6 separate regions of the Mus musculus genome follow, and regions 1, 3, 4, 5 and 6 are each linked to region 2. A link is a contact called in public ChIA-PET, HiCAR-type and Micro-C data. All regions are on one chromosome and are shown on one strand. The core of a region is the stretch at or near the end of the contact, and the rest is flanking DNA. Distances in the headings are between cores, read along the strand shown. Region 1 holds the start of Dennd2d (DENN/MADD domain containing 2D). Region 2 holds the start of Rap1a (RAS-related protein 1a). Region 3 holds the start of Lrif1 (ligand dependent nuclear receptor interacting factor 1). Region 4 holds the start of Mov10 (Mov10 RISC complex RNA helicase). Region 5 holds the start of Dram2 (DNA-damage regulated autophagy modulator 2). Region 6 has its middle 23 kb from the start of 2010016I18Rik.

Region 1 (2,700 bases), core at 139-2,638, 680 kb after region 2:
TCCCACTCCACCCACTACCTCTTCCTACCGGGAGATGTTTACTGTGTAATACACCAGAAGGCCTGAGCCTGGATTTGGAACTTTTTATGACGTTCACTTTGTACAGATCCTGTTCATTTTCAATTGCCTCCGAGTGACTTAATGCCTCGGTTTTCCTTTCTGTACTAGGCATGCTCTTGCTCCGTAAGGCAACCAGTAAAGATTATGCAACATGTCTATACAGGCTACAAGTAAGACACAAGTACTTTCTGTGGTGTCTTGCTTCCCCGTTCTCAAGATCCCAACTCTCATCATCTGTACTATGATTGCTGCTTCCGCCACAAGTCAATGTTGGGTTTCTGAGTCCTGCATTTTACCAGTGCCACAGTTTCAGTGCTCTTAGGAGTAGGGTGACAGCCTTCCTTCTTACCATAGCAACACACTCCCTCCCAGAGGGCTGCTAATTCTTTGCAGGAGTGGCAGACACAGGCACCAGATCCTTTTACTTCTTCCCTCCCCATTAAGTTACTTCTGGGCAAAGTCTCCTTCCTCTTATCCTGTACATTTCCTTATTCAGGACTTTCTGTTTAATAACCCAGGGTATCAGCGACTACTTTTCTCCTCTTCCTCAATCTCTAGACATAGTACTGGGCCTGCTGTTTAGCTTGTCCTGGCCCAACCAGAGGAAAGGCTGAGCAGGGGTAGGGGAGGGGTGAAGATGCTCTGTACCCCTACAGCTGCTGATGCAACTAGGCTCCTACTCTAAGCTGGGGACGATTTCCCGAGTCATTGCTTCCTTTTAGTAAAGATGGTGAGAGAAAGGATTCTTCCGGAACCCTGGAATAGTGAGAGAGATTTATGCCTTAGATCAGGAAAGATTGCCAGGGAGGAGTGGGTGAAGTAATCACCTTCACAGCTATTCTGTATATCTGGGCCTCTCAGAGGTGGGCCTCTCCTGTTACAAGTTATTAGTACATTTAGAGAATGAGTGGGCAAGTCTACTTATCTGAATCAGGGCAATCTGGCATCTTGGCTGCAAGAAGTGTTCAGTCCTGGGTTCCTGAAGATCCTTGATGTTTTAGATTCGCCAGTTGGCCTGGTGGGACTTTGCAGCTCCCGACGATTGCTTGAAAAGGTGATCGTGAGCAGTGGAGGATGAGGGATGTAAAATACCTGTGCTGTGCCCCACGAGGCACTGGAGTCCATAGTCTGATCTTCACAGGCATCCCTCGCTGCCTGGGTTTGTAAATAAACTCACCACATGGTCTGCAAGCACTGGAATTGAAAGCCCTTGGCCCAGAAGCAGCTGTGCCTTGAGATGTTTGCTCATGACCTTTTCTGTTACCACACCCTGGGGCTCTTGGGAGGAGCCAAGAGCTGAGTTGTAGTGCCAGGATGCTGCTTCTGTCAGTGCCCACACTAAGCTGCCTCGTGGGTCCTTTCACATCCTTCTTGCTCAATTACGGAGTACACAGGATGGAAACTGCTCTCTGCCTTTGGGAGACAGCGTGTGGCTCAGCTCAATAAAGTTGTGATTGGAGACCAAGGCAGAAGGCACTTTCTCAGGCTTTCTGTGGCCAGCCTGAAGGAGAAAGAACATCCATGCCCCCAAAGCTCAGAATGATGGAAGGACAAGGGGTAGGCCGAACCCTCAGGCTGCTCCGAAATCGCTTGCCACGACTTCGAGCAGGTCAGAACTGGATTGCCTACTTCCTTTTTCGGATGATCTTTTTATGGGCTGATTCCTGCTGTAGTGATCCTCTTTTTCCTTTATATGCTCAAACCCACATGGCCCCCATGTGGTCAAGCCAGGAGGATTGCCTTATCAGTTTGCAGAGCTAGTCCCGTCTGTTGCAGAGGTCTTGCTATAATTACCAAAAAATGCCCTATGGGTCTACTCTGATTATTTAGTGCAAATTTACTCAGGGCTCACAAAATACCCAGAACTGTTGCATCAGGCAGACTATACAGTGTCAGGCATCAGGCCTCCAAGAACCTCCACAGCATGGCATGGCTCCTCGGTTCTACATCAGTGTTTTCTTTTCTTCCTGTGTCACTCCACAGTTTCAAGTTTCCCAGGGCAGGTATGGAAATTGCCCCCTTGGCTCTGATCCTGCCTGGTGGTGCCTGGTCAGGCTTGGCACTGTAGCCTTGAGGCATGGTTGTTGCCCAGATTCTCGCTCGCACTACAGAATGGAGGAGTGGAAAGAATACTCAAGAGACCCTTGCATCTCCATTTTAGGACAATCCCAGAACAATCCTGGGGAAGCTGTCACAGAGCCAGAAAGGATCCAGGAGCATTCTCCATCTAGCTTTGCTGGAGGCCAGCACTTCTTTGAATACCTTCTTGTTGTTTCTTTAAAGAAAAAGCGTTTAGGGGATGACTATGAGCCCACGATCACTTACCAGTTTCCCAAGGTAAGGATGGAGGGAGAAGTGGGGCCTGAGGATGGAGGTGGGAGGACGAAGGTGTGTTTAAAAGGTAATAGAGGAGTTCTATGTCTTACCACGCTGCCTGGGCTCTAGCCCTGAGCTCACTGCTCTAGTTTCCTTTGTAGCCCAGCCCTAGTTTTCTGTAATCACCCAGAGAATCTAGGTCTGACTGCTTTGTGAAGGACTGACTGAAACTCTGGAGCAGGGAAACAATGCTCTTGCCCCTGTGGGAAACCTTCAGTTCTTCCAAATTCCACCTCAGTCACCTTTTCCTACAGGAAAACTCAG
Region 2 (2,700 bases), core at 148-2,647:
TCATTCGACAAATGCTGGGACAGGTATAATCCTTGCTAACGAACACAATCATAACAGAACCTGAAGTAGCAAGGAACTAAACTAAACAAGAGTCACACTAAGAAAGAATATCCGAAAATGTAAATTTAATTTTGAAACAAAGTGTTACAGAAGAGCATAAAGACAGGAAAGAGTCTGGGACCTAATCTAGTACTTACTCTACCAAAGTGTTACAGAAATCAATTACATCAAAAGAAAAAAGTACTCACAGGCATATCTACCCCCACACACTCTGACAGGAAACTCAAAGAAAGTTTCCAAATCCTGTTTCCAGCATCATCTCTTCTAACCGCCCGCTTCTGAAGGCTAACTCCCCTGGTTAATTCTGAGAGTCGACACTTTGACTCTAATAAAAACAGTATCTTCAGCCACCCAAGAAGCAGACAACAGCGGTTGGTACCTGTCCCGCTTGGCCCATTAACCTCCTGCCCTTTTATTCCATTTCTTACACAGTACTTCCTTCAAAGCAGCGACAAAACGATTTTCCTTTCCCAACGGCAATACACTCACAGTTTCTGAGCGGTAGCTCTTTTTCCAAGGCATGAAAGGTCCCCTCAACTCTAGTTTTCTATCCTGTGAGGAAATCTCAGATAGGAGGGGGGGCGGACGCGGGGGACACAACTGTCCTTCCTTGCTCTTCTCCTTACAACAGCCAATTACACAACTCAGCAGAAGACACTGCCCTTAACTTTCTGAGTAAGGAGACAAGCTACAATCCCACCACCCCACACTCCTCACACGCCCTCGGTGGGCGGAAGACCGGAATCACACCGTGGCCTCTTTCCTGACAAAATTCAGGGGTAGCAGCAGATATCAGAGAGTCGAGAGCGACGCTGCAAAGGCGAACACATGGCAAGCGGCAGAATACAGAGGGCAGGGAGGGCGGGAACCCGGGCTGGCGGCGGAGTGGGACACAGAGGTGTCAGCGCTCGGCGGCCGGGGCAAAGGCCGCGCGGAGGGCACCGCACCTCTCCGTCCGCGGGGACGACAGCCGAGCGGGCGCGGACACGCGTCCCATCTCGCGGCCCGCCCCTCGCGGCCGGTCCCGCAGGCCCCGCCGGGCCGCCTCGGTCCGCGGGCGTGGCTGGCTCCGGCCTTCAGCCGCGGCCCCTCCCGCCCGCCGGGCCCCCGGCCGCCGCCCCGGACTCGCGGACGGTTAAGAATAGGCCACCGAGGTGCGGCCAGTCCGCGCCCCTCACTCGCACCCCGTACTCACCCCGCGGCCCGGCGCCTCCTCCACCTCCTCCTCCTCCCTCCTCTCGGCCGCGGCTCGGGCTCGGGCTCTGCACGGCGGCGGCAGGAGCAGCGGCCTCGGGAGCGGCGGCGGCGGCGCCTCCGGAACGCGCACGCACGCAGCACGCAGGCCCCGCCCCCCCCGCCCTGGTCTCCGCCTTCCCCGCTGTGTCCGGAATCTATTTAAGGGAGCCGTTCTTCAAAGGGTGGGGGGCATAGTGTGCCAACAGGAACTGGGGCCTTGCCTTTGAGAAGGTGGTTAAGGCCAACATTGAAATGAGGAAGGGAAAAAAAAATCAGAAAGAGAATTTTGAAGGGATGCAACCATGGGACAGCTGTTAGTTGAGTGCCTAGTAGGTCCCCAATGCCTAGGCATACATAGGGAAAGTCACTTATAGAGCTCTCATCCTCGTGACCCAGGAGAGGGAACACGAACAACAAAAAGAGTAGCAAAATTCACAGGTCACCAGGGAGGGCTTTGCATGCTTTTGTTCGTGCTATGAAGAAACGAGCCTATCCAAAAGAGGCTGGATGAGAAGAATACCTTCCTGGGTTGAGAGGAAATCAGCCACAAACCCCGAGGTGGGGTGTGTCTTCCATATTTCACAACTAGCAAAATGCAAGCGAAAGGATGGATAGATAAGTAGAGTCTATGGCCAAAGAGTACTGAGGCGCCAAGATCTGGACAAACGACCAGACCCGGTGGAGCCTTTGGGCCATTGTAATGACAACAGGAAGCCCCGAGGAGAGGGTGGGCCCAGAAACAACTATATCTAGTTCATGTTTTTAAAGGTTAACTTTATGCAGGGCGTGGTGGTTTACTCCTGGAATCCCAGCATTTTGAAAACAGGAACAGAATTGCCACGAGTTTGAGGTTAGCCTGGACTACACAATGAGTTTCAGGCCCATCGGGAACTGGAGTGAGTCTCACTGTGTATGTAAAATATCCAACTGAAGCACGAATGTTCACAGGGGAAGTCTAAGGTGGCTATTCTCGTCCAATTGGCCAAGAGTGGTTATTTTATTTTAGATTTTGTTTATTTTAGCTTTATTAAACCTATTTTAATAGATTTAGACTTGAGAAAGCAGAGGGTCGAACGAAACAATTAGGAATGAATCTTAGGTTGGGGGCCTGCTGACTGATATCATTTAATAAGAGAGAAGATAGGGTAAGAACAAAGCTGGGACCAAAGAAATTGAGAGTTCAGTTTTATGGGGGATGGAGAAAGTTCAGTGGTGATGAGTCTGAGATATAAATTTGAGATCCATCAGGATGTAGATGATTTGACCCTCCGGTCTACATAAACTCTCTTAGGGATGGGGAGTAACTGGAAGAGAGGACCAAGAGAAACTTAGAGGTTAAAGATAAGCAGAGTTGACAGTCAGGTTAGAGGAACCCCTTGGAAGGAAGGAAGTTGTTAGGGAGTT
Region 3 (2,700 bases), core at 35-2,534, 920 kb after region 2:
AACTCTTAGAGAGGGTTCTCACTGTATAACCCTGGCTAACCTGAAACTCACTTTGGTGACTAGGCTGACCTCAAATTCAGAGACCCACCTGCCTCTTCCTGAGTTCTGGAATAAAAGGTGTGCACAGCAATGTGTAGCAAAACGCATTTGATTTTTTTGTTTGTTTGTTTTAGTTGTTGTTGTCATTGTTGTTTTTTCCTAGTAACTTTGATTACATAGACAAAAGATGCCATAAAGCTTGAAAGCATTAAGGTCTGCCTATCTTTCCTGATGTCTTTAGTATGAGAACAGGGTACTTTATTGTCAAATAAATGTGCTATACAAAAATAGGAAAATGATACTTTCTCTTGACATATCAAAACCTGAAGTTCTTAAAAATCTTTAACGTTTAGCAGTTAGGGGTATGAGTAAACCTTTCTTCTTCCCTTTTTGTGAGACTAGATTTCATGTAGTTCTTGATGGCCTTCTACTAAGTAGCCAAGGGTGATCTTAAAGCCCCTATCGTCTTGCTTGTACTTTCCAAGCGCTAGAATTGCATATGTGTGTCACTAAGCCTGGTAATTCCATTTTTAAATAACCATATAAACCTTCAAATTGTCTACCTTATCAGTGTCCTGAATTTGAACACTGCAGCATACAAGATTGCCTATGTCAAATAAAATTTTATCTTTGAAAACACTTTCATAATATTCCACACCTAATTAAACTATAATTCCTCCTACCCATTAAACAGTATGATCCCAATTCTCAAATAGTCATTAACTGCAGGACTCTAGAGAATTCTTAGAGCTGGTTTCTGGAAATTAAGAGTTTCAAAAAGTTTATACAGGGGATTTAATGCACAGACACTCAAAGAATTGAATACATGACAGTAAGATACAGTTTTAACTGAGGTGTTAGTGTGGGAATGGAGAAAATGGTTAATCGATTAATGTAGAGCAAAACTTCAAGAAACAGAAAAAAATAATCACTTCTAGCCATGAGAAGGGAGATAAAGGTTTTCAACAATTTATGGCAACTACCAAATGCCTATCTGTGTCTACTGAATAAAACTGCTAAGGAGGACATTATTACATTGGCTTGCAAAAGCGCATGTACAAGTGCAGACAATTTAAGCCTGACACCGGAAGTATTTCATTTCATGTAGGCAGTGAAAGCACTTTCTCTTTTAGTTCCTCCTTTGATCCGGAAGAAGAGACCTCAACCTTCGCTGTCGATTGGACCACGTCATAAGGGCGGGGCCATGGCGATCCATTCGCCTTGGTAACCATATGTGACGTAGCTGTATGCCTAGGATCCCTGGCTCTAGGAGCTCGGTTTTAGTGGGCGCAGACTCCGATCAGGCCCTGTCGTGGGTGGTGCTATTGATGCCACGCCCCCCACGTCCTCTCTGACTGGCTGTGATGCGTCACGTAGCCAGAAGAGACTCGCCGGAAAACTGTGAGCTTGCCTGAGGTAGGAGTCTTCCGGCTTCTACAGCCACTTCCCACGGAAGCTGGGGGAGCCGCCCTCTCAACTATCTCCCGTCACACCCTTCTGTTCGCTCGCCTCAGACGCTGCCCTTCCACACCCGTGCTCTGGTTCGCGCCTACTTGGGGACGCTGTCCCCCCAGTATTCACTGCCCTATCCCCTCCCACCCATCTAAAATGTCTAATAGTCTCCAGAGCGTCATTCTGAAAACCGCAGAGGAAAAGTCAGGCTCGCGCTGGTAAGTACCAGTTCCCAGTTCTTCAGGCGCCCGCCCACACCCTGTGACTTAGGTTGTCATGGCCGCGTCAGCTGACGTTCAGCCGCGCGCACCGGGTGCTAGCTGCGGGGATGTGGGAGCACAGCGCCATCACAGCACACCTCCTTACACCGCACCCACTGCACACCAGTGCAGAGCCCTTGGCTCCCAGTCCTCTCCAAAATGTAAAGCAGCCCGCGATTACAACGCAGCTACCATCTCCTGGCCCCCAGCGCGCCCTACGCCACCCGCTCGAATTTCATAGGCGGAACAAGTAGATACCCACGGAAGTAAAACCAACTTGGCGATGCTCCAAGAATCTCAAACACTTACCAAAACACCCATCGTGGATTAGCAAGTGCAGCCCCGCGGCGCTGTAACTTCAAGTGAAAATAGTCCCATTTTAATGTACTTAGAAAATGTGTTCTAGAACAAGGGACTTTAGTATTTGAAAATTTCAACTAATATGGAGAAAAGTAAAAACTTGAAATGTGTTTTTCCAGGTAACACATTTGAAACGGGTCTAAAAGGGGTGCATCTCATTGGTTGTCTCTACAAAGGAACAGTTGGAACACTGTATGGCTCTGGTTAGGTAGGAAACTCACTATAGCCAGGACTGTCCACAATACAGCCTGGGTTTACCTCGTGTTAGGATTACAAAGGGTTCTGACAGTCTTTGGTTTGGAAATGTATCACCAGTAACATTTTTCTTTTAATTTTGTGTTAATCCAGATGAAATAAAAGCAGGAACAACAGAATATTCCTTAAGGAACAATTCTTTAATTTATGCTTTCCAGAGTTAATGAGTGCTTGTTGAGAAGCAAAGATTAGTAAGTCTGTAGAAGGTAAATGAACAACATAAAATCTAAGAGCAAAACTGATGAAAGGGGATTGTGGTTGAAAAAAGAAAATCTACCTGGTGTTTATTGCAGCTTTGTTTGTTACCATTTATGAGACTAATGTTTCACTTTCT
Region 4 (2,700 bases), core at 187-2,686, 980 kb before region 2:
CCTTACCATCCCAGGCGTCATTTCAGCCTGTTGTATGGCATACTATAGACTATGCTGTATGCATATCATACCTTGCGTACTGCATAGTTTTCATCTGTGTGTTCCCACAGTACCCAGCACAGGGTAGAGCATAATACAGGTCTTTGCCTCTATTTCAAGAAGCCACTCAACCCTTTTAATGTTCCTTTTAAGACATGTTCATGAATAACAGTAATATTCTGGTTAACGCGGACTCCTACCTTCTCCCCTAGCCTCAAGCTACACTATCATTATTAATTCCGTCTAAAACTCGCCCCAAATCACGTAACAGCAGCCATATCTCACCCATACTAGCATTTTGGTCAGTTGCAAGGCAAATCTCTCAAAATCTGTTAAGGCCCAATCCCATTCCCCTGCTTACTAGTGCACCTCTTTACACTCATCCCAGCTAAATTGCTTCTCCGGCTTCCATCCATAGCAGCAGCCTGTTGCTAGAGGTGTTCGTCTATGGTTTGACAGAAGTCTCTTTGATTTTTTTACTTGGGTGGTAACAGGAAAAGGAAACCAAATATCTTCAGCCATAGGGAAAAGGGGCCTCTAGGAGGCTGTCCCTGGCCCCGAGTCTCCATGGAGAAGCCACAGGTGCTAAGGGAGGTTTGATTGCCTACGCAGTTTGTGTTCTTTTCTCCCTAAAGCTCCCCGAGATTCTCCCGCCTACCCTGGGCCTCTTCAGCTCTCCCGCAGCGTGGACCCTGCAGGCAGTCCTCCCTTAACAAGGGGGCGGGGATCCCCGCTTGGCCCGCGCCTGCAGCGCCTTCCCTGTGGGACTCCCCTCCCCCACCATCGAGCCCCGACCACCGCGAGCCGCGCGTGGGCACCGACCCCTCCCCGCCGGGCTGGGCTGTGCAGAGCGGGCGGGCTACGGGTGGCGCTGGCTGGGCGTGGGCAGACGACGGAGTAGGTCTGCCAGGACCGGACCGGCCTGATCGGCCCCGGGCTGCATCCCTGTGCACCCGCGGCGGGAAGGTGGCCCCACCACCCGGGGCGCTGGCCCCGCGTCTTGGGGCCCGTGGTGGGCCGGCCCGTACCTGGGCTTGAAGTCGTGGTTGTAAATCGTCCGCAGCCGCTCACGATCTGTCTCCAGGTCCAGTCCACGTTCGGCCAGAAAACTCTCGAACCTCTGGCCGGTCTCCCGGAGCTTTCGGCAGCTGAACTTGCTAGGCATCGCGGCGGCGGCGGCTGCGGCCCAGGCAGGAGGGTCCGCGGAAATGAAACTGAAAGTCGCCGCCGCGGTTTAGAGTTGGCTGGTCTGGGGTGAGGGTGCAAAGGGGAAAAGCCCCCTACCTCTGACGTCTGCTCCGGCCAGCCACCTTCTCCCCGACTGCCTCCCCTCCTCCGTCCTTCTCCTACCTGAGCCTTCCTTTCGGTCTCTTCGTCCTATCCCCTCCCCCCCTTCACATTAACTCTTTCCTAAGGAGTCTGACCCCTCCCTCAGGGCCCTCCCCTTACCCCGAGCTCCCTCCCCTGGCAGCGAGCCAGGATCCGAACGTGGATATCGCCTGGGGCCCCCTAAACAGCCCGGAGGACCTTGGAGCCTCAGCTAGGGCTACTCCCACGCCCACTCTCCAGAGCCTCGGGACATAGAAAAGCTGCAGAGCAAAGGGCAGAGCCCCGGACATGGGTCGGCTGCAGCTGGACTGGGGCCGCTCGTCCAGCACCTCCCCCAGACTGCCAGGGACATAAACCAGTACGGAAGCGAGCGGCACGCCCCCTCCCCCATTCCCTCCCTCCTCTGGCTTTCTGATACAGAGGAAGGCAGAAGTCAAAGTTGTGTGTGTGTGTGTGTGTGTGTGGGGAATGGATGGAGGGAGAGCAAGTGTCTCTATAGATAAAGGGGTGTGCGTGTGGGAGAGAGGGACAAGAGCTTCTGCCAAGACCCAGTCCTTGCTTTTCTGGGTCACACAGGCTTCATAATACTTCAAGGTTGGAGATTCTTGCTCTTGAGCTATGCATTTGGGCACTCGGTTTGTGTTACTCTTCACTACTTATTGGCAGTAAATCATGATTGCCCAGCCAGTCAAAAAAACATTAGCACCTAGAGAGCCAGGCGTGCTAGGCAATAAATGGTTAACACTGACAACATTAGTACCAGGAAAAGAAGTAGACCAATATGCTTAGGCAAACTAAGGGGTGGGGCTACTATAACAACAAATGTAAAACAAGCCTTCTGCACCTATTTATCCCCTGGAATGAAACTAAAAAACAAAAACAAAACCCAAAACAAACAAACCCCATACACACTACAATGAGAAAGTGAGAAAGGCTTAATCTACCAGAATTCCACATGTATCAAAGTTACTGTTCTCCAAGGTTCCTTATAGGCAGCAACAGTCTAACCCAGGGTAGGGAATGCCCTGAACAGGGTCAAGTTCCCCCTTGGTTAACTACTCCTAAGCCAAGAGTATGCTATGCAGTCAGGAATGGAGACTACAGGAACAGGGAAATCTTACGTCCTAGAAATTGATGTAAACTCGAGGGAAAAACTAGGAGTAGCCAGATGCTTAACACCTCCAGACCTTCCCATCCACTTTATATGATGCAGGCTCAGAGAAGATAATAGACTTCTAAAAAGTACTGTTGTTTTGGGGCACAGTGGTCCAAGCCTGTAATCCCACTTCTTGAGAGTCTGAGGAAGGTCTACTAAGAGTCTGAGCCACTTTG
Region 5 (2,700 bases), core at 96-2,595, 750 kb after region 2:
TTGTCTAGAAAAAAAACCCAACCAACCATAAAAAAAAGAAGAAAAGAAGAAAAGAAGAAGAAGAAGAAGAAGAAGAAGAAGAAGAAGAAGAAGAAGAAGAAGAAAGCAAAATGTAGTTTAGAAAAGAAAGTGCTATGCAATAAAATGTAATTGGTAATGTGAGAGTCAGATTTACCTACTTCGTTTCTTAAAAGGAAGGGTTGTGTCTTTATGACCAGCTGTACAGGGACTTCAGTTATTCTCAGCATAGGCTAAATATGTAGCAAAATGATTTTGAAGCTTCAAATCTCATCGAATGCCAATAGTTTTAAATTGGTAATGCTCCAAATGTCTTATACAGTTTCCTTGTGTTTGAGCCAGTCAATTCAACACACATTCTGAACACATTCCTGACAGTTGTAAAGTAGAAAGGAAATATTCTAACAACTTACAAAGTTCCTATACTCGTTGAAAACTGACTATGAATTTGCCTCCTGCTGCAATAGACGTTGCCTGGTGAGTTAGAGTTTTAGCAATGCCATATATTCAACAGCAATGATACAACATTGGTAAAAACTGGTATCAAAATGCCAAGCATCAAACTGGAAAACTCAAACTCGGTAAAATGTAAAGCTTGAGGTTCAGCCAAGCATTCCTGGGAACACAGGCAAAAACCCCAGCAATCTCCTTCTAAGAACGCGACTGAAATAAAACTCTAGCTGGCAATCTCTGAGCCTGTCAATATGGGTTGAAATTTCTAGAAAAGTTGCCCAACAAGAAGCGTGGCCCGAGCCAGGAAACATCACTAACCGCCTCCCAAAAGGACAGCAAAGACCGCACAGGATGCTGCACGGTTCTTGGACTTGGCAACACCGGGCCAGGAGGGTGTGGACCCGCCAGACAAGGTCGGTTCCGCGAAGCCAGCGCCCCAGCCCTCGGCTCACCGGGGGTTAGCCTGGGGTGCTCCCTCCCACGACCACGGCTCGCATACCGCGCAGGCGCCCCTCCACCTCCGACTCCGGAGCCTTCGGGACTGGCCGTCGCCCCTCGCCGTGCCCACAACCCCGCGCGCGAGGCCACCCAGCGCCAGCAAGGACGGCGTTCCCCTTCAGCTAGTCCGTCCGCAGCTACCCAGTTCTGTCTAGCCCAGAGCCTCCGGCCCTCGCTCCGCTCCTCCCGGGACAAAACCGCCCCGCCACGTCCGCAACATCCCCGCCCCTTCCCTAGGCCGGGCCCCCGCAGCCTTACCCCGAACCCAACAAGCACAAGCCTAGAAATAGCAACTCCGACTCCAGGCGACTGAGTGACTGATAGGCGGCAGCACGTTCACGACACTTTCACGATTGCCGTAAAGAGGGGGGACTCAGAAAAGGTTGAGGCGCGCCTCCGAGCTACTCGGGAGCGCGCCCCGGGGCTCCGCCCAGGCTCCTACAGTGGGCCTGTTCTGCACTTTGAGGCTGGAGCTGGCTGGTCGGGGACAGGAAAGAAGGTGAGTGGGAGGGGGAAAAGTGCCTGGCCTGGCGCTCGGCAGGTTTTCTACTTGGGTGCTGTGTCGAAGTGTGGTTCGCAAGCCAAGAGCGAGGGCACAACGCGAGCCCCCTTGGTCCCACGGGCGCGCGAGCCACGCGAACCTCGGTAGCTTCACCTGGTTCCGTGAACTTCGTGACACCCACGACTAGAGTCGCGAGCCAGCTCCGGGAACCCACGAATCACGGGAGATGACAACTAGGCTGAGGTCTCCGCGTCCTACTTTTTCTCTTCTTTAGTACCTCTACCACCACTTCATCCCAAGCGATGCGTCGTGCCAAGCATGGTGTCCCTTATATTTTTCTGGTGCCAGGGACAGTGAAACTCTTGTACTACAAGACTTAGGAGTGTGTGTGCAAGGGGTTGCTTTTGTTGAATCAACTAAGGAAACCTTTGCCCTAATACCCTTTGTCATCCCTGTGCCCTTATTTCTACTTGGTTGGGGCTGAGGAAGTTCAAAACTGAGACCAGTGGTGACCTTGTGTTTACACAGAGCTCTGTCTCCACCCCATGATTGTGTTTCAAAGGGAGTGGTCCCTAGTTGAAAGGAAATCACAAGTCCTGGGAATCCTAACAGCTGCTTTCCTTTGTAAAGCACTGAGACAGGAATAAGTTTTCCAGCTTTCCCAATTTTAATTTACATACCGAATGCAACATTTTTTTAATCTATCGGGGCTGCGTTATCAAATTTTAATTTATTGGCAGTGAAACTAGATGCTTTGAGATTAGCCATTGGAAAATGTTACATTTGTCAAGAGGCCATATTAGAATTTAGGAAAATAGTCCTTGTTATGCTTTGTTTGTGGCCTGATATTTCTATTCGCCTCTGAAAAAAACCTGGGGCCACCTGTTCATTCACTTGGAACATCCAGAGTTTACACTTTTGTTATTCTTTAGTTATTACCACTTAGAAGAGACAACATTAAAAAGGTTCTTTTTATTACCAGTGGCTTTTAAATGCTTATGAAAATAAAAAATGTAACTGGATTTCTGACTCATGGAGCTTCAAAGTAAGCAGAGGAGATGGGTAAGAGATGCAAAAAAATTTGTTAAATATCCTTACTGTTGTGTGAAGTTTTCTTATATATTTTTAAGTCATCTTAAAGCTTTCTTTTTTGGTTCTGGAAATTGAACTTAAGGCCTCTTGTTTGCTATGCAAACACTCTTTAAAAGGGTTCTTGAATGCTTTGACCC
Region 6 (2,700 bases), core at 193-2,692, 660 kb after region 2:
GAGTATGGTATGTATTTCAAAGCTGAAAGCAGTAATCGCACTCCACCCCCACCCCCCACCCCCGTGTGTGTGTTTATTTGTTTATGTGCATTTGGGAAAACATTTGAATGGTCACTTAAATCGAAAAAGATTAGGTATCAGAATTTGATCTTTAGAAAAAAAAAAAAAACAAGAAACACAATCAGAATTTAAGTTTTGTTTGGAAACAGGAATACAGGAAGAAGGCTAAAGCAATCCTGGAAACTGGAGAAATGGCAGAAATTAAAATGAGAATGTTATGACACCCTCACAGTCAATAGGCATCACATTCTTCCCATTTCGCAGGGAAGGAGTTTCCCAAGAAGCTTTCAAATGGCAGGCCAGGATTTAGCTTCAGCAGTTCTTTTTTTGTTTTGGTTTGGTTTTTGGTTTGTTTTTTGTTTGTTTGTTTGTTTTTGTTTGTTTTTGTTTTTCGAGACAGGGTTACTCTGTATAGCCCTGGCTGTCCTGGAACTCACTTTGTAGACCAGGCTGGCCTCGAACTCAGAAATCTGCCTGCCTTTGCCTCCCGAGTGCTGGGATTAAAGGCGTGTGCCAGCCACCACGCCCGGCGCTTCAGCAGTTCTTGACCGAACACTTTGTGTTTCTTTTTGCAAAGCTTGCTCTCCCCTCCACCCCTAGTCAGCATGCAGCTCAAAGGCAGCATGGGATGCAGTTTGTTGATCATTCATAGTCCTTCTCACCTCTCCATCTCTGTCTTCAGAAAGATTCAAGTGAGGACTCACTTCTGGCGCAAACTGTTCCATCAGATGCAAAGACCGGAAGTCTCAAAAAGACCTTGAGGAGCAGACAACTTCCTCTGGTTAGTGCTGTGGTGAGCATTCCACCTCCTTCTCTAAAGCAAGCTACTAAATAACCTTGGCCCCCACTTGGTGCTCAGCCTCTTGCAGCAAGTCTCTACTTTCTTGACAAAAGGAGACTGGAAACTAAGACCTCTACAAAGCATAGCAATTTGCATTTGGTTTCCTCTGAGCATGGCAGACCAACACTGCACACCCACTCCCTATGCCTTTTTGTAAAAGCTGCATGTTCACATACACCCTGGGAACTTGGTGCTTGTGTTTTCTCACACTGCCTGCAGCTTGATTGCTACTCAGATCTCACATCCTTCATGTGGTCCAGCAGCTGCTGACTACTACTATATCCTGCTTCGTCTCACATGCAAGGACACTCGTGAGCTCTGTTGTGCAAACTAATATTTGTACTGGGATTATTTGGCAATAATATTAGCTCCAATAATCTTATTTAAGCCCTGCTCTTATCAACTATTTCCCTTGGCCTTTGTGATATCTGGGAGAGTCGTGTTGGGTATGAAAACCCTTTGGAGGGATGATTTCAGACAGGTTCATATGGTTCAGCCCCCTCCACCCATCAGCAAGGCACCCAGGAAATAACAAGCAGTGACGTAAAGATGTCTCAGAATAAGATGTAAAGATGTAAAGATAAAATATGGGGAAGGTTGACTCTTAGAAAATCGTGGAGCTGGAGAGATGGCCCAGTAGGTGAAGGTATTTATCACCAAACCTGACAGCCTTTGCTCAATCTCCAACCACTTGGTGGGAGGAAACAAAGAACTCCTAAAAATTGTCCTCGGACCTTCACATATGTACCTGTCATACATACATCCATATTCACCCATAAATAGCAATGGTAATTTTAAATTGTTAAAGTTTGTTGAGGAGGCTACAAGAGATTAGGGGTGGAGAAGATGGTTGAGGAGAATCTGCTAAAGCACTTTGAGAACACTAAAGTGACACCTAATATTTTGTATGCTAATTTAAAATTACATTTTAAAACGCTAAAATAAGTTATTTTTTTAAGTCTGATAAGAACAGCACTTAATGCTGAGGCTGTCCTTTATACATATCTTATTAGGATGTGTAGTTTCAAGAGTTCAGCTTACTCCGAAGGGCGTTCTCTCTCTGTGTCTCTCTGTCTGTCTCTCTGTCTGTCTCTCTGTCTCTGTCTCTCTCTCCTGTGTGTGTGTGTGTGTGTGTGTGTGTGTGTGTGTGTGTGTCTGTGTTTAGAACAGAGGACATATTTTGGTAGCTGGTACTTATTTCCATCTTGTTGAGGGTCTTTCAAGAATTCTAGTCTCTAAGCTAGCTGGCCCTGGTTTCTGCCTCTCATCTTGCCATGTGAGTGCTACATCTTAACATTTTTTTGTTTACGTGGGTTCCAGGGATCAAATTCAGGTTTTCATGTTTGTACAGCTAGAACTTTTAACTGTCTCTGGACCCCGAGTTTGGGGACAGGTATTGGTATTGGTACACTACCACCAATATGCTGTGCATCCTGAGAAGAGCTCAGGCTGGTCTCAAGCTCTCTATGGAGAGGGGAATGGTGTTTGAACTCCTGACTCTCCTCTTTTTACTTCCCAAGTGTTTGAATTAGTCATGTACTACCATAGCCTGTTCTTTCTTGTTTGTTTTTATTAATATGTGCTTAGGTGTGTCTGTGTGGAGGTATGCACTCATGAGTGCGGTGTCCATTGAATCAAGAAGTGGTCATCAGATCCCCTAAATCTGGAGTAACACATAGTTGAAAAGTGCCCAGTATGGATGCTTGGAACTGAACTCAGATTCTCTTCAAGAGGAACAAACATTCCTAACCACTCCACTGAGCAATCTCTCTGACCACTATTTCTTCTTTGTCAAGATA

The links. A called contact is a pair of places that touch in the nucleus more often than the background predicts. ChIA-PET counts read pairs in DNA pulled down with a chosen protein or histone mark. HiCAR-type assays count read pairs that join an accessible place to other places.
Region 1: an RNA polymerase II ChIA-PET map of memory CD8 T cells shows a contact between it and region 2, with 116 read pairs. The contact joins the promoter of Dennd2d here to the promoter of Rap1a in region 2. A contact is called at or near these places in 3 of 39 promoter capture datasets (cranial neural crest and liver), 1 of 484 Hi-C or Micro-C datasets (regulatory T cells), 6 of 115 datasets of contacts at active chromatin or transcription factors (the 230-238 cell line, CD8 T cells, memory CD8 T cells and 2 more) and 2 of 9 other capture datasets (adipose tissue and liver).
Region 3: a contact with region 2 is called in an RNA polymerase II ChIA-PET map of memory CD8 T cells, with 23 read pairs. The contact joins the promoter of Lrif1 here to the promoter of Rap1a in region 2. A contact is called at or near these places in 2 of 39 promoter capture datasets (liver and pre-B cells), 1 of 115 datasets of contacts at active chromatin or transcription factors (memory CD8 T cells) and 2 of 9 other capture datasets (adipose tissue and liver).
Region 4: a HiCAR-type map of astrocytes shows a contact between it and region 2, with 2.7 times the contacts expected there. The contact joins the promoter of Mov10 here to the promoter of Rap1a in region 2. A contact is called at or near these places in 2 of 39 promoter capture datasets (embryonic stem cells and pre-B cells) and 3 of 115 datasets of contacts at active chromatin or transcription factors (astrocytes, bone marrow-derived macrophages and extraembryonic endoderm stem cells).
Region 5: a contact with region 2 is called in a Micro-C map of embryonic stem cells, with 5 times the contacts expected there. The contact joins the promoter of Dram2 here to the promoter of Rap1a in region 2. A contact is called at or near these places in 10 of 39 promoter capture datasets (the 3T3-L1 cell line, the C10 cell line, embryonic stem cells and 5 more), 3 of 484 Hi-C or Micro-C datasets (embryonic stem cells and liver) and 2 of 115 datasets of contacts at active chromatin or transcription factors (bone marrow-derived macrophages and memory CD8 T cells).
Region 6: a contact with region 2 is called in an RNA polymerase II ChIA-PET map of memory CD8 T cells, with 162 read pairs. The contact joins the enhancer-like site here to the promoter of Rap1a in region 2. A contact is called at or near these places in 1 of 39 promoter capture datasets (liver), 2 of 484 Hi-C or Micro-C datasets (both in CD4 T cells) and 2 of 115 datasets of contacts at active chromatin or transcription factors (memory CD8 T cells and regulatory T cells).

Annotation. Positions count from the first base shown.
Region 1 is chr3:106,484,652-106,487,351 of GRCm38.p6, forward strand. Dennd2d (DENN/MADD domain containing 2D) reads left to right here and starts at 1,389. Exons shown (of 12, transcript NM_028110.2): 1 at 1,389-1,669; 2 at 2,222-2,397. The coding sequence starts at 1,582. It overlaps 2010016I18Rik (RIKEN cDNA 2010016I18 gene), which reads right to left and starts at 1,262. Exons shown (of 2, transcript NR_033207.1): 1 at 1,153-1,262.
Region 2 is chr3:105,799,984-105,802,683 of GRCm38.p6, forward strand. It overlaps Rap1a (RAS-related protein 1a), which reads right to left and starts at 1,398. Exons shown (of 8, transcript NM_145541.5): 1 at 1,256-1,398.
Region 3 is chr3:106,720,398-106,723,097 of GRCm38.p6, forward strand. It overlaps Lrif1 (ligand dependent nuclear receptor interacting factor 1), which reads left to right and starts at 1,285. Exons shown (of 4, transcript NM_001039488.1): 1 at 1,285-1,709. The coding sequence starts at 1,648.
Region 4 is chr3:104,816,869-104,819,568 of GRCm38.p6, forward strand. Mov10 (Mov10 RISC complex RNA helicase) reads right to left here and starts at 1,437. Exons shown (of 20, transcript NM_008619.2): 1 at 1,068-1,437. The coding sequence starts at 1,204.
Region 5 is chr3:106,546,453-106,549,152 of GRCm38.p6, forward strand. It overlaps Dram2 (DNA-damage regulated autophagy modulator 2), which reads left to right and starts at 1,346. Exons shown (of 9, transcript NM_026013.3): 1 at 1,346-1,468. Cept1 (choline/ethanolaminephosphotransferase 1) reads right to left here and starts at 1,350. Exons shown (of 9, transcript NM_133869.4): 1 at 1,228-1,350.
Region 6 is chr3:106,461,274-106,463,973 of GRCm38.p6, forward strand. No RefSeq gene overlaps it. Among named protein-coding and RNA genes, the nearest start is that of 2010016I18Rik, 23 kb to the right of the region's middle. Within about 2 kb of position 1,443, at least 74 of the 459 cell types and tissues checked have an H3K27ac peak or open chromatin away from gene starts, as enhancers often do. A contact at or near this core is called in memory CD8 T cells and regulatory T cells, where this site is marked.